Regions from separate parts of the Mus musculus genome. Here region 2 is linked to region 1. Evidence: chromatin contacts called from public Hi-C data. All regions are on one chromosome and are shown on one strand. The core of a region is the stretch at or near the end of the contact, and the rest is flanking DNA. Distances in the headings are between cores, read along the strand shown.

Region 1 (7,404 bases), core at 1,732-4,231:
ATCTCCACAGAAACCCAGGACAGCAGACTCCAGACAAGAAGAGAGTTTGGGAGCCTAGATTTCAAATAAAGGCCTAAGAGTACACATTTAAAGAAATGTTCTCCTGAAGAAATTATTAAGTAGAGCATTTAAGTGGGGATAAAGTAAACAAGAAAGACTATGAATTCTTTTGTGTTCTTTCCCCACGTTTCCTATTTCCTCAGGACTATGGCACAGAAGTCGTATGTCCCTGTCATGGGGTGCAGGACTCCACCTCTTGGGTCCACCAGGTTTAGAGTTTCAAGCAGCTGGATTCTATAATTGATTTTTAAAAAGTCTTTCTATGTCTTCCTTCTAAATATTTCTATTTATAATTTAGTTTCAATTAGTTTCTTAATTCATAAGACAAATTTTATAATTCCTCCTTTAAAAAGGTCTATTTCCAGTCAGATAGCACATGTCTATACTCAGAAGGCCAAGATAATACAGTGTCAAGATCAAACCCATGCTGGAATATACAGTGAGTCCCTCTCTCAAAAATAAGAATGCAGGAGCTGAAGAAGTGGTTCAGCTATTAAGAGCACTGGCTGTTCTTCCAGTGGACCAGGATTGGTTGCATGCACCCACATGACCGTTCACAACTATCTGTAACTCTAGTTCCAGGGGATCTGGACCCTTTAGTGACCACTGAGATATACGTACATATAAGCAAAACACTTTATACATTAAAATGAAATAGATAAAGAAAAAACAAAGAATTCCCTTTGTTCTCTCTGATCACTCTGTCAGCACCCTCCTTCCCTAGGCTTTGTTGAATTTTTTCATTCACTATCAAGTTCTAGTTGCTTCTGAGTGGCAAACACAACACCACCCAGGATCTCCCCGTTCTTTCATCTGCTATATTTACCTTGATTTTAGGGACAGAGTGAAAACATCTTTACAAACTCTAAAATTAAAAGTACTACCTGAAATTCTACTATAAGAGCCTTGCTTCTAAGGTTTTATAACACTTAAAATGCATGCAGCATGAGAAAACCTGACGCTACATGACCTCTGGTCCACAGCAGACATATGTTATACAGATGGATGAAATAAAACAACTCAGAAACCCCAATGGTGCGGATGATAATTAACTGCTTCCTCAGCAAAGGGTGACGATGCCAGATTCTTAGTCAAGCCACAAGTGTACCATGGGGTGTAGGCCATCACTCATCACACCCTTCTAGTCCAGTGACTGACTGGAAGGCATGCCTTCTGAGGCATCCTACTCCATACCATCAGCCTTTTAAATACTGTCTAAAAGGGCAGCGCGCAGCCTAAAGAATCTAAGCAGACAACACCAATAAGTTGCTTTATTAAGTGATAAGTGACTTATCATTTGCTTACTTTGCAAACATTAGCAAAACTTGAGCTATATTTTATGAATGCCTAAGTCAAAGGAAAACAAGCACTTAAACTCAATGAATCAGAAGTAGACAACAATAACTATGCGTTTGTGATAAGCTCCCCCCCTCCCCCGCCCCGTGGCTTTCTTTCTATGCTGATCCAATAAAATCTCCTCTTTCACATTTCCTCAGTGGAACTTCTGAGCCATTTCAGGTGAGCAACTGCCCGATTTGTGAATTATTTGCTCAAAACAAAGTTTTAAGAGGTTGGAGAAATGGCGTCAAAGTTATAAGCTTGGGCTGATCTTGAAGAGCACCTGAGTTCAACCCCTGGCACGTACTGGGCAGCTCCCGACCACTACTCATAGTTTCAGCTCAAAGAGAGATCTCACACCTCTGGCCTCCACAGCTACTTGCAACCCATGTGCAACATAACCATATTCAGACATATCATGAGTACTTCAGATGCCAACACATATAGCTAGAAGTATACAAATCAATAGTTAAAACTTTCCTGTACGAGGCTGAAGCAACAATCACGGAGCCTGCATGGGTCTGTGCTGGTTTGTGTAGGTTTGGGATTTTGTGGGGCTCCTAACAGTGGCACTGGGGGTGTCTCTTGACTCTTTTGCCTGCTCTTGCGACCCTTTTCCTCCTGGGTTGCTTCATCCAGCCTCGACATGAGGACTTGTGTCTAGTCTTGTTGCCTCCTGTTATGCCACATTCAGCTGCTATCAGTAGGAGACCTGTTCTTTCCTGAAGGAAATCGAGGAGCAGTGGATCCAGAGGAGGTGGGGTGGTGGTGGTGGTAGTGAACTGACAGGAATGGGGGAGGATGAAGCTGCAAGTTTGCAGGATAGGATGTATAAGAGAAGAATAAATAAGAAGAAAAAACTACTGTACACCAGTTTCTGTTTTTAAAATATCACAGTCTTTCACTACTAAGGATTAGCATACAAACCAGAAACATGGAAGAAGGTCGTTTTTATACTCTCTTCAATGAAACTCTTTCAAAACATTCCTCTTGCCCCAAGCCTCCCCAAGCAGCCAATGTCAATGCAATGCTACATCATCTCAGCGCTTCACCGTGGAGCCTCACTGACACTCTTTAAACACCCAATGGCCCCGCTTCTCCCTTGAAGGAAACCCATAAATAACTACAGCACAAAATTAAACATGCTCAAGGCTACCGTCTGGCCACTTACTGCACATTAATCTCACGGGCCAAGTACAAATGCTGCTTAGGATGGAGCGGACATCCCACACTTCATTTCCGCCCATCAGTACACCACATCATTCGCTGGAAACTTCTCAGCTAGGAGTTTACCAGCTACGTGTCCTGTGGTGGTCCTCCCTGCACTGGAGATGTAGCTGAGAGCTTGCTTAAAACGGGCAAGGCCTTGGAGTCGATCTCTACAGGGCCAACAGAGCAAATAAAAGAGGTCTTTGCAAATACCCCCAGTACCAGTACACAGCTTCCAGTGGCCCACTCTGTGCAAGCTTCACATGAGCAATGAAAGGATTTGCTCCACTCAAACTCCCTCAGCAAAGTCAATGAAGAATGCTCACAATTGGAACACCAGATTTCAAAGACCACATTTTTCAAAGCTCAGATTGCACCATAAGGGCCTTAATTGGCAGTAGCCGTCTTTGCCCGAGTGCCTCACATAGTCCTGTAACCCTGCTCCTCCAGCTGTCCTTAAAACCTGAGCTAAAAGCATCCGCCAAGACCAAAATCCTATAAACACAGCTTTCCAGGGGTTTTTACCCCTTGTCTCCAACACTGGCTTTTCCCATCCTGGTATCAATGGGCTTCCTTGGAGAATTTAACTGTCTATGGCATGACCATGAGAAAGAGTGCTTTATTAAGTAACCAAACAAGTGGCAAAACACAACACCTGATTATCTTAACATGTCAACAAAAAAGACTGTTTAACCACAGTAGTCAAAATATTTGCTTCCTTTTCCCCCAAATCTCTGCCTCTTTATAAACCATGTAAATGCTAAAGTAGCCTGGTTTCAAAAAGCACTCCATTTCGCCTCAGCTTACCGTTAATAGAACGGACACAATGAGCTGTGTGCTCGCACGAGGCTTATCCTGAAACCCAAGCCAGCGAGCTGGAGAACTGAAATAAACACTGTGAGTGTGGTGGGTGGGTGATAATGCCTCCCAGGGGGCACACTACTCGGTGGCTTTGTTTCTTGGGAGAAAATAGAGCACATGAGGCCTTCATCTCCTGAAGTTCCCGGAGCTGCTGTGGTAAGGAGTGATTCCCGCTGCAGTCTCAGCACTCACTCCTCAGAACCAACCTTTCCACAGACTGCTCAGTTGGCATGCTCCTACAAGCCAGCACTTCTTGTAGCAGCACATCCTGGAGGTGCTTTGTGTCTTCAAGTTCAGATCCAATAAAAAGCAGGGTGAATAAGGTCCCCTAGTCCTTAAGAGACAAACATCTGAGATCTTCCAAAGTGCAGTGGTCAAAACAGATAGCATGCAGTTGTTCTTTCACAGAATCACAGGACAACAACATCCCTGCTTTTCTAAAGCACCAGAGAGGTTAGGTGACTTGGCAAAAATCACACAGGTACCAAGTGAAGGAGCCAGCATTCTAGTGCTTGCTCAGCTGCCTCAATGTTTATCCACTTGTTCCTGACCTGAGGTGCTTCTGTGGTGTCATCAAAAGATTAGGAAATCATTCTCAGAGGAGAGGCAGAACACTATGGACTTGGGCAATGGGCAAGCTAACAGCTTTGTTTGAGTATCAACAGCTCTGCCCTAGAAGCCCAAAGGGACAAGCTCTGCGTGTGCAATAGGAGCTCTGACTGCAATTATGGGGGAATTTCCCAGCAGACTACCAGTACATACCTCACTCAGCCAAAAAGGCCCAGAGTGAAGGAGATAAGAAAGACCTCTCAATGCCATATATAGGGCTCTTACTGGTGGCTGATCCTGAGGAAAAGTACAAACTCTTTTAACAAAGAGCAGCTGTTTCCCATTCCATGCCTGGGTTTGTCCTTCTGTGCCACAGACAATTGTCTACCTTTGGGGCTAGTTGGTGGTCTAGCTTAAGATCTCAGAAAATTTTACTCCATATAATGCCTCTTTGTTCACTATTAGTACACTCCTTGGTAGCTGTTAACTGCTAAGGAAATACCATCAAGGTGAAAGCAGAGGGTAGATGTGGTATAATTCTTTTTGCAAACACACATAGACAGTCCCAGGCATCATGTCTTTCACCTGTGTACCTCAGTAGCTTCTGGCTCCCAAGATGGTGAAAATTACTCTACAAGATTCCAAGCCGTGAGCTCGTCGTCATCGTCTTTCTGTGGTATGAGTTTATCCTCCATTAGTCACCTGGACTACTCCCACGAACCTCCAGAAGACTTCTGCCTCAGCCTACTTAAACACTGTGAGGGAGCTGGTGAGATGACAGCAGTTAAGAGCATGTGTTGCTTTTCAGAGTACCTGGGTTCGGATCCCAGAAGTCACATATGGGTCACAACCATCCATGACTCCTTTCAGGGGATCTGACCCCATCTCTGGCTTTCTAATGTTAAATTCTGAAAAAAAAAAAAAATCTCAAAGCCTCATTTTCCACCCACTGAATTTTCTAGACCATCAATGTTAAGTCTCTTCTTTTACACCTTAACCCAGTGTTCTTGTCTCCTACAACTTAGCATTGACTGTTACATATCTGAACACATCAGAATTTTTCTATATAACTCACCACTCACACCAGTTTTCTTCCCCTGTAATAATCATGTGTGCCAACCTCTGTCAACTGAAATCATGCTGACTGCCTGAGTTGAGTACTTCCACCAACATGAAACCGACTGACACCACCTTCCTATAGTTCCACAGGAGTCTGAACTAGAACTTTCTCACTCGTGCATCTTAGTTTGCCTTGAGCTATTCACCCCCTACCCCCATCTTTCTCTGTGGATTTATAATGTTCCTTTTGAGTGGGGACTAAATTATATTCATTTTGTAATTTTGCACGAGACCATGCATACAGAAGATACGTTGTAATGCCTCAAGCCCCAATATAAGACACACGAGAATGTAATATTGGTACTTAAAAAATTGGAGAGCTACTTGGTGACCTTTCCTTCTTCCATTTCCACTCCCTCAATCTCATTCCCACTCTTAACAGGAAGGAAGTACTGAGCTAGACTTTAAGGTAGCAGGTAGCCTGGCCTCTCTTCGTGTGTGTATGCTGCAGGTATCTGGGAGGAGCTTAAAGTTGGAAAGACCAGTTCACGGGTCACAGGCTTACCTCAAGTCACTGCACTGTACACAAACACGCGGAATTGAAACAAGTCCAACAGCACTTGGAATAGTGATCCCAAACAGTTAACCTCAGGACAGAACTCATTTACCCTGCTTGCTACGTGAGTCTCGGGAGCAAAGAAAGCAGAGAGAAAGAAGAGGGAGCAAGAGTTGAGGGTGGGGAGACAGCAGTCCCCTAGGCTTATCCTCTTCCAATGTATCTGAAGCCATTCCAGGGAGGGTTCAAGTGGTGCAATGTAAATGTCCATATGAATCTGCTTTATGATTATTATTCATAAGCACCATGAATTCATATTAAGAGCTCCTTGAGGGGAAGCTTTGGAGAGTAAGAGTTTTCAATGATGTATCTACTCTTAATGAATATACTACATGAAACATGAGAGATGGGTCACTGGTGGATATGAGTGAGCAAGCCACATTTCAGAAGGAAATGTAGGCCAGGAGATTGATAAATTCGTGCAACTGCACCCAATGAGACTAGAATTTCTTCATTTGGGAAGCAACTGACAGGAGAGGTTGGGCTTTAGAGATGGCTCAGCAGTTAAGAGCCCTCACAGCTCTTGCAAAGACCCAGGTTCAGTTCCCAGCACCCACATGGCAGTTTCCAACCACTTATAACTCCAGATCCAGGGGACCCAAGGACTCTTCTGATCCCCACAAATTCTTCCACACATGTAGTACATGTGTATATATTCAGGAATACAAATATACACATAAAAATCTAATATTTTAAGGAAAATGAGAGAAGCTACTGTGAAATGCAGAGTAAACCAACAGGTGTTATTTACACAAAACCACTGCATTGAGGCCATCACATAAATTTCAAAGTGGCCAGAATTCTAGTCAATATTTAGGAGAGCAAAGACTACAATCTGAATACTGACCAGATATTAACTGAGTTGCGAGGACTGTAGTAGCTGTTCTGAGGAGACATGGGATAAAGAAGGGACAATGATGAGACCATAGCTACTGTGGACGGGAGGCAGGGAATGTTCACCACACAAGACGGCTTTACAAAGACACATCTTCTCACATCATGAGGAGGTTGAGGAGTAGGCTGCACACCCTTGCAATCCCCTCATGTCCCTAACCTTTACCCTGTAGGTGATTACATGATGGTCTGGCATTGTGCTACCATTAACCCTCAGGCAAAGTACCACAGTACTGCCCCTCAGTCTAATCAATGTTTTTCTGCCCTCAGCAATGTCTTCTTTCCTCCTCTACTGCTTCTCTCCACACTACCTTTGAAGATAAGCAAAAGAAAATATTACAGCTCGAACCCAAACATGTCTAGGCTGCCTCTCCTGTGATACCATTGAGTCCCTCAAGTACAGCATGGCCAGTGTCAGTCATACTGCTTACAAAGTACAACAGCTATACCATCAGCCTGTGATGTTCCCTGCAAAGACAGCTCTAAGTCAAGAGTAGGCAAGTATGGCCACCAGATAGCATTTGACGGGTGGTAGGTGTCACTCTTCTAAACGTTATTTGAAATCAGCAGGATATAAAATGTTAGCATCCATTTTCAACAGCATAAAACACTTCTACTATTAATCCCAAGTCATATATTAATTTAAATTTGAAGCCCTGCCTGTATGTTCAGAACTATGGGGTTTCTGTTGAAAAGTTAAAAAGAAAAAATCACAAGGAATTTGCTTGTTCTCATTTAGGCTATTCATTATCCTATTACATTGGCCCTTAAACACTTAGTACCCATAACAGCTGATCAGCAGTGTCTCCCTTTTTAAC
Region 2 (7,404 bases), core at 2,492-4,991, 330 kb before region 1:
CAAGATAAAATGGAATCTCAATGCAGTTTTAATTTTCATTTTTCTGATGTTTATGAATATTGAAGATTTTTCTTGTCTCTATTATATATTTGTATTTCTTCTTCAGAAACCTGATCAGTTCACTTACCCATTTATTGATTATTATATTGATTATTTATTTATTATACATTTCAGGGTATACTTTTTGAGCTATCTGTATAGTCAAGAACGCATTCAGGAGTGGACTTCTGATTTTTAAATTTAACTACACCAATGGAGAAAGCAAGCAATAAAAGATCTTTGGCAGGGTGTTAGAGGTCAAAGGTTACCAAGAGAAATTCCCCAAGCTGATGAATGGAAGGACTTGTTCAGTAACCTTTGCTGGGTGAATTTACCACAATCATGGACAGTCTATTTGAAGAACAGAAAATGCCAGTTTCCTGGAGTTGATGACATTTACTGGGGTTGCCTTACAATATATAATTAGAAGTATATAAAGTTGAGAAAAGTTTATTCAATTGTGGTAAGAATACTCATGTATAAATGTCAAATAGTCCTAGCAAGCTGGTGAGCTCACTTTTCCCTTTGATTTCCCCATCAAATCCAAGTTGGATTTGGACTCTCTAATGATTTAGTCAAAAGAAACAGCCATTGGATCTGTCCTGTAAAGAAAAATGCTTCTACCTGTACTGCCAGGTTCTTGTACTAGTGCAGAAAAAATGCTGTTATATTCCTCCAACTCATTTATAATTATGTCAATGTTTTTTTTATATCCCAACTAGGCCTTTCTTTAGATATATAAATATTCTATAACAACATGGTTCTTACTAATTCAGCCAGGTAACAATGTGGTCTCCAGGATGGGAGAAATATTTTTGACTACTCAGTCATGATTCCATAATGTATTTTCCATAATCAAATTATCTAACCAAATCATCAGTATATCTTTAAAAATAATTCAATAGTTTATTGTTTGAGAATTTCATACAAGGTATAATGATTATAATCAACCACCCAACTCCCCCAAATCTACCTCTGCCCCCCTACTTCCCCCCACACTTTATGTTGTCTTTAGAAGAAATAAGATGTTCCTTTACAATCCTTCTGAGCCCCCTTGCACAATGCTTCCTGAGCCTTATATGTAGGGGTTGTGTTACAAATGTACTAATGGGGTGAGTATCCATGGTAAGTTGGTGACTACACTTTGACCCGCTAAATCTTTCAAATGATCAAAGCATCTTATTTTTAAGGTAAAATTTACTATATCTCAATGTGTTCCACGTTTGCTCTTCCTATCTATGACTTAATACATTTGAAGTCTGTTTATGATTATATGATTAATAAGGGCTTTCAAATATTTGGACCATTTAAAAATATTCCAGCTTTTCTCCTTCTAAAAACACAAGAGTCTTAATCTCCTTCAAGAAAAGCATGATTAACTGAGAATGGATCTATAATGGGTCACTTGCAAGTGTGAGTCTATAAACGTCATGCATAATTGTCCATGCTTGCTTTCCAAGCTCTGTCACAAGTACTGAGATTTCATCAACCTTGGGTATCATGCAGGTTCTCCAGGATTCCTGTGTTGGGAATGAGGCTTATGTGAACAATGCCCTCACTATGGTAAGCCCCTAAGCTGTTTCAGTATTACTGTTATCACCATATCCAACCTATTCTAACTCATATTAAAAATAGAAATGTCTAGATTGTTCCCTTATGGCGTCTGGTTTTATGCTAGCTTGCAAGCATCCCATGTTCATCATTTATAAGATCAGATCATTGAATCAGAAAATATCTTAAGCTTTTCCAAGTCACAAATCATATTTGTGAACCTGCCGATGATTTCCCCCGACTGCTTCAAAATGATGTTCATATTTACAAATCTGCTTTTCCATTCAGCCATCTATCCAAATGAGTTTTCAAGATGTTTATTTTTCTCATCATGGGTTCTCCTTTTTTGAAGTTCTTTTGGAGAAATTACTAGTTTTTACTAGCAAAGTAAGACTCGCAGACAAGAGCTTTGACATGTTTAGAAGCCATTCATTCTCCTATGTGTCAGGTAAAGTATCAAGCATGAAGAAGCTGTTCATATAAGGTTGGAAAAGCAGCCATGAAACATAATAATTTAGGAGGAAAAACCCTCTCTGAAATCTGGATACCTGCAGCTATAAAAGACAAAGAAAACAGCAGTGCTTATATAACTCATCAACCAATGGGCTAGAAATTACACCTAGAAATTACTTCTCACAAAGAAGGTTTTATGGAATTAGACAAATTTCTGAGAGCACCACTGAATCTTCTGCACTTCCTTGTTTTGTACACACTCATTTTCGAAACTTAAAACATTCCTCACAGAGGGCAACATACGGAATAACTAAATCTCAAGTTTTAATTCAGAGCCCTTTTTCTGTTACTGTCTTGGGAAACAAAATACAGCTGAGAACAAAGTCAGAGCCTAAAAACAAACTTTCCTTCCCTGGACTCAGATAACAGACATGTAGCCAAGTGGAATTTTACCAATCTTTCTAAAAAGAGTAACGCAGTGTGAGCCTTGCTCCCTTGGGGACTTCATGAAAATGAGATGTCTACCACTGGCGTTCTCTAAGAAAAGGCTCTGATTTAAAGGCAAATGCAGAAAATTGCAGACATCTATGAACAGCTTAAACTAAAAAGCTTGAATTTTCCCCAAAGATGATAATAAAAAAAATTAAAATTTACTTGATGCCTATGATTCATTCTTTCAGCAACATTTATTGGTTGTAAATAAAGTGCCAAGAATTGTGCTAGATTTCTTCAAATGCTTTCTCTCCTTTAGTCAAGCAAGATGTGAAGTACAGATTAATTTGTAGATTGATGATGTGCCTAGAGTCACATGATTAACAGACCTTTTATATGAGAGGTGTTTAAAAGAGCGTGCTGTGTGCTGGTATTTTCTATGCACTAAGGCGGAGCATTAGGAGCTCATGATAGGAGTACTGATTAAGGTCATTATACCATATGGACAAAAGCTTACAATTTAAACATTAATGCTCTGGAGTCAATTCTTACATGTTTGAGAAAACTAATTATACACCAGTCTTCCCAAATTTCCATTTAACATTATGTTAGTAGACTAAAATAAGTCAGCCTAGCTTCATTTTGATCTTTGATCACAATAAACAGCAAACACTACAGTGGAGTGAATGTTTGCTTTCATGTTTGTTTTCCAAGAGACTCTAGTTAAGCATTTACTAGTATGGCATTGTTTATATAACATGACTAGTAAATATGTTCCGTCCTTTAAAGTTGAAAAGTACCTTCATTATAGCCTTTATTCCAAGATTCTTTATGTTCTAGACCAAAATTTGTCAGAGTAGTGAAGGAACCATTCTTTAGATCCCAGTCCTCAGACTGAAGCCTGAAATCCTAGATTCTTCCACATCTCTTCACATTCCAGTTTCCATCACACACTAAGAAATTCAAATGAGTCCATATTTCTCTAACTTCATCTATCTAAATAACACATAAATATAGATTGGCCTTGACTATCAACTTACACACATCTACTAAAGGTGTAGCACTTCTGTGGACAGAAGAAAGGGAATGAATTCTCACAGACCAGAGAAGCATACACAAGTCTTTAGAAACCTAGTGTATCTTGTACTGTATTCTATAACATTACCTAGAGTAGAGAGGTGATGTAGACTCTGGGCCAGGTCCTTTGGTCCAACAGATTAAACCAGCCTTTCTGTCATGGTGTGATGGAATCCTGCTGAAGAACAAGGTCCATGTTACTGGTTGCGAGTGCTTAATGTAAGAACAGTGCCAAATCTGCACAAGGCCCTTGTGGAAGTCCTAGTCCACTGACAGATGACCTAGACAAACATTTCTGCATATAGAAACACTATTTTAAACATCAAATTGCCTATTTTAACCATAATATCAATACATTTTGTTCATTAGCAGGTTGCTGGGGGGTTTTTTCTCACAAAATTCTTCAAAGTTAAATGACTAAAATTTCAGAACTTGCTTATTAAGTTTTAATTCTCAAAAATAACTACTAACAGTTATTGATCACAAAGTAATTATTATTGGAAAGACTCAAAGGTGTTTCTGGTAAGTGTTACAGCTCTAAGGCTTCCCTGGTTATAGTTCTGCTCCAGGCCAGGTGGTAAAAGGTTTTCCAAAGTGTTACAGCTCTGCTCCAGCTGAGGAAGGTTTCCCCAAAGAATTACAACTCTGAAGGGTAAAGTATCCTATCAATGGGGAGCCAAGAAATACCACAAAATCATACCACACACCGAACCTCATACAAAAGACTTATTGGGAGAAAAGAACCCAGGAGGGTGGCTGCCTCTGCTTGGGCAAGAGAATAGAGCAAAAGACAGTTTATATAGGGTTTCCTGGGTGCGGGTATTTCCAGGAAAGGGATTGGTGAGATTTCAAGTTGAGAGCTTAGGGCAAATCAAGAGATTGGTGGAATTTCAAATCTTGAGCTTGGGCTTTTTACTCTATAGGATTGAGGCTTGGTCCAGCCATTAGGGCTGTGTTCTGTGAGTGCAACCTAGCAGTTGGAGGTCTTTGGGGTTGTGAGGGGCTTACACTGGCCTTTTGGCAGAACTACCTCTACCATTGTCCCAGCAGAATCCTTAGGCTATTCTGGATGGCCTTACTCTTCACTTATGTCCCCGTGACTACTGAGAACATCCCCTCTGTTTTCCTGGTTGAAGCCCTTGGATGGTGTGGTAGCTGTGACAGCTGTGCTGCTATGAGGCCTATGGCAGACTTTACATATTTGTGTTCCTCTTTTAGATCAGGAACCACTGGGCTCATTTTCTCCTTCTGAAATTCACAGCACTAATATCAGAAGAGAAACTCAAAGACACATATGAAATCAAGTTAAAGACTTAAATGAGTTAATGTAGAAAGGACCAAGTTCTTGAAAAGTAGGCTTTTTAATCCCAAGAAACACTAGTTTACTTATCTTAGCTAAGTTACTGGTTATACTACAAATTATGCTTGTGTGTGTGTGTGTGTGTGTGTGTGTGTGTGTGTGTGTGTGTGTGTGTGTGTGTGTTTTCTTGTGTTTGTTATTGTCCTGCATATTTTGTTTTCTATATATATATACTGAAATTGTTAAATTAATCTCTCTACTACCTATCATATCTACTTTTTCTTCTAAGAACATTTAAGATCTAGTGCCTTAGCTATCTTCAAGTAGATAGCTTTATTAACCCTTTATTAACAAGGGTTACTATGTGATAGATGTCCTGAACTTACTCAGGTCTCCTAAATATAACTAACTACCTCTGGTAAAGTCCTTTCTACAACCTCCATCTACTGGCAACCATGATTCTTTACTCTGTGAATCTATGATCTTGGCCTTTTGACCCCCAGTCATTGGGATTGTGCATTATTTTTGTGTGCCCACCTATCATTATTTAACACAAAGTTCTACAAATTCATTAACAAAGATCTCATTTCATCATATTCAATGGTGTATGTGGTACATTTTCTTAATTTGGTCATCAGTTGACAAGCATTTCTATCTTAGCCATTGTAAATAGTGCTGCAATGCTATTTATATAATACTTTTTGATATAACACGGAAAACAGTCAATACAAACAAGAATATTCAATTGGAAGTATATTGAACTAAAACATTTCTGCACAGCCAAGGAAATAATTTCTAAAAAATGAAGATATGACCAATGAAATATATTAAAATATTTGTAAGCAAGTCCTGGTTAGGTTTTATTGCCAAGCTGACACAACCTAAAGTCACCTGAGAAGAAAGAATCTCAATTGAATAACTGCTTTGACAGAGTGGACTTGTCCCCTCAAGTCCCTGTTACTTTTCTGTCAACCTTATACAAGCCAGTCATATGGAAACAGGAATCTCAATTGAGAACATGCTCCCATAACATCAGTCTCTAGGCAAGTGTGAGTTTTCTTGATTAATGATTGACATGGGAACGAGTTTCCAGCCCACTGTGTAAGGGGCCACCTCTAGACGGCTCTCCCTGGGTTGTATAGGATATCCAGCTGAACAAGCCATAAAAGCAAGTCAGTAAGCAGTGTCCTCAGGGGTGTCTGCTTCTGTGTCTGCCTGCAGGTGCCTGCCCTGCTTGAGTTGCTGCCTTGTTCCCTTCCATGACTGACAGTTGTTACCTGTCAGAATAAAGTGAACTAAACCTTTGCCTCCCCGAGTTGCTTTTGGCTAGTGTTTTACCACAACAATAGAAAGCAAACTAGATCAGCATGTGTTTAAGAGATTGTCCTGATTGATGAGTGATAGCAAAGGTCCAGCCCACCATGGGGCAGGGCCATCCCAAGGCAGTGGGCAGGGGTTGCATAGGAAAGTTGAGCATAAGCCACTGAGTGAGCCAGCAGGCTACATTCCTCTGTGGTTTCTGCTTGACTTCCTGCTCTCACTTCCCTCAATAAGGAACTTTTCCTGTAAGGATGTTCTAAGATAAACCAAGTTGCTTTGATCATGGTATTTATCACAACAAAAGAAAACTAGACCAACATACAACTAATTAAGGATTAATATCCAAATGTATATGAGCCTCAACTCAGTAACAAGTTCAATAGAGAGAGAAAAGGCTGGAATAGAAGTCCATCAAGAGAAGATACACACATGGACAATTGGCAGGTGAACACTGCTTCAAAAGTATCTACTTCAAAAATATCTACTAATTAAAGATATAATAATTTAGCCACAATGGTATGTCACTTCTTGCTAGTAGAGGGATTTGTCCAGAAGATTTAAAACTAAGTGTATGAGAGACTATTGGTAAAGGGGATCTGTTGTACACTTTGAGGGAGGATAATGAAAAAGGGCAACTATTATGGAAAACAGGATAGAGGTGATTTTAAATTAAATAGAGAACTGTGACGTGACTCCGCAATGCCACTACTGGGTATATAGCCAACTAATAAGAAATCATTAAGTCCCAAAGACATTTGGATTCAGGGTTCATTTGGGAGAACCCCTCCAGGGTAGATTGAAGTTTTATTTGCCAGCTTGTTTTTGCTTATCTGCCTGTTTGTAGGATTAATTCTTTACTTAAATGTTTTTTAACTTTATCTACTGACAGATTTGTTGTTTATTTTATTCACTCATACTATTAGAAGCCATGGTCTTGTAACTTACTGGTTCTCAACAACTTTTTTCATATATAAGTATTTTTATTGTTATATTTTTAAAATTACTTATGTTTTGAGATTAGTATAATTATATCATTTCTCCCTTTTTTCCCTCATTCTAAACTTTCCCATATACCCCTTCTTCTTGCTTCAAATTCATGGCTTCTTTTACATTGACAGCCCCTTTTATTTTAAGCTAGAGATGAATTTACCAAATTTATTCCAACAATAGTTACTACAGCACAAAAGATGAAGGAAAGGTCGCTTATGCCCATTTCCTTTGTGTCATGAATA

What was found. Hi-C and Micro-C count contacts between places; a contact is called where the count stands out from the background.
Region 2: a contact with region 1 is called in a Hi-C map of liver, with 2.4 times the contacts expected there. The contact joins two enhancer-like sites. A contact is called at or near these places in 2 of 39 promoter capture datasets (liver and neural stem cells), 1 of 484 Hi-C or Micro-C datasets (liver) and 1 of 115 datasets of contacts at active chromatin or transcription factors (hepatocytes).

The regions. Positions count from the first base shown.
Region 1 is chr2:109,981,873-109,989,276 of GRCm38.p6, reverse strand. The region is part of intron 2 of Lgr4 (leucine-rich repeat-containing G protein-coupled receptor 4); the gene reads right to left. Among named protein-coding and RNA genes, the nearest start is that of Ccdc34, 32 kb to the left of the region's middle. Within about 2 kb of position 2,981, at least 38 of the 459 cell types and tissues checked have an H3K27ac peak or open chromatin away from gene starts, as enhancers often do. A contact at or near this core is called in hepatocytes and liver, where this site is marked.
Region 2 is chr2:110,315,233-110,322,636 of GRCm38.p6, reverse strand. It overlaps Gm30319 (a long non-coding RNA gene), which reads right to left. Exons shown (of 5, transcript XR_003953886.1): 2 at 3,641-3,727. Among named protein-coding and RNA genes, the nearest start is that of Bbox1, 13 kb to the right of the region's middle. Within about 2 kb of position 3,741, at least 4 of the 459 cell types and tissues checked have an H3K27ac peak or open chromatin away from gene starts, as enhancers often do. A contact at or near this core is called in hepatocytes and liver, where this site is marked.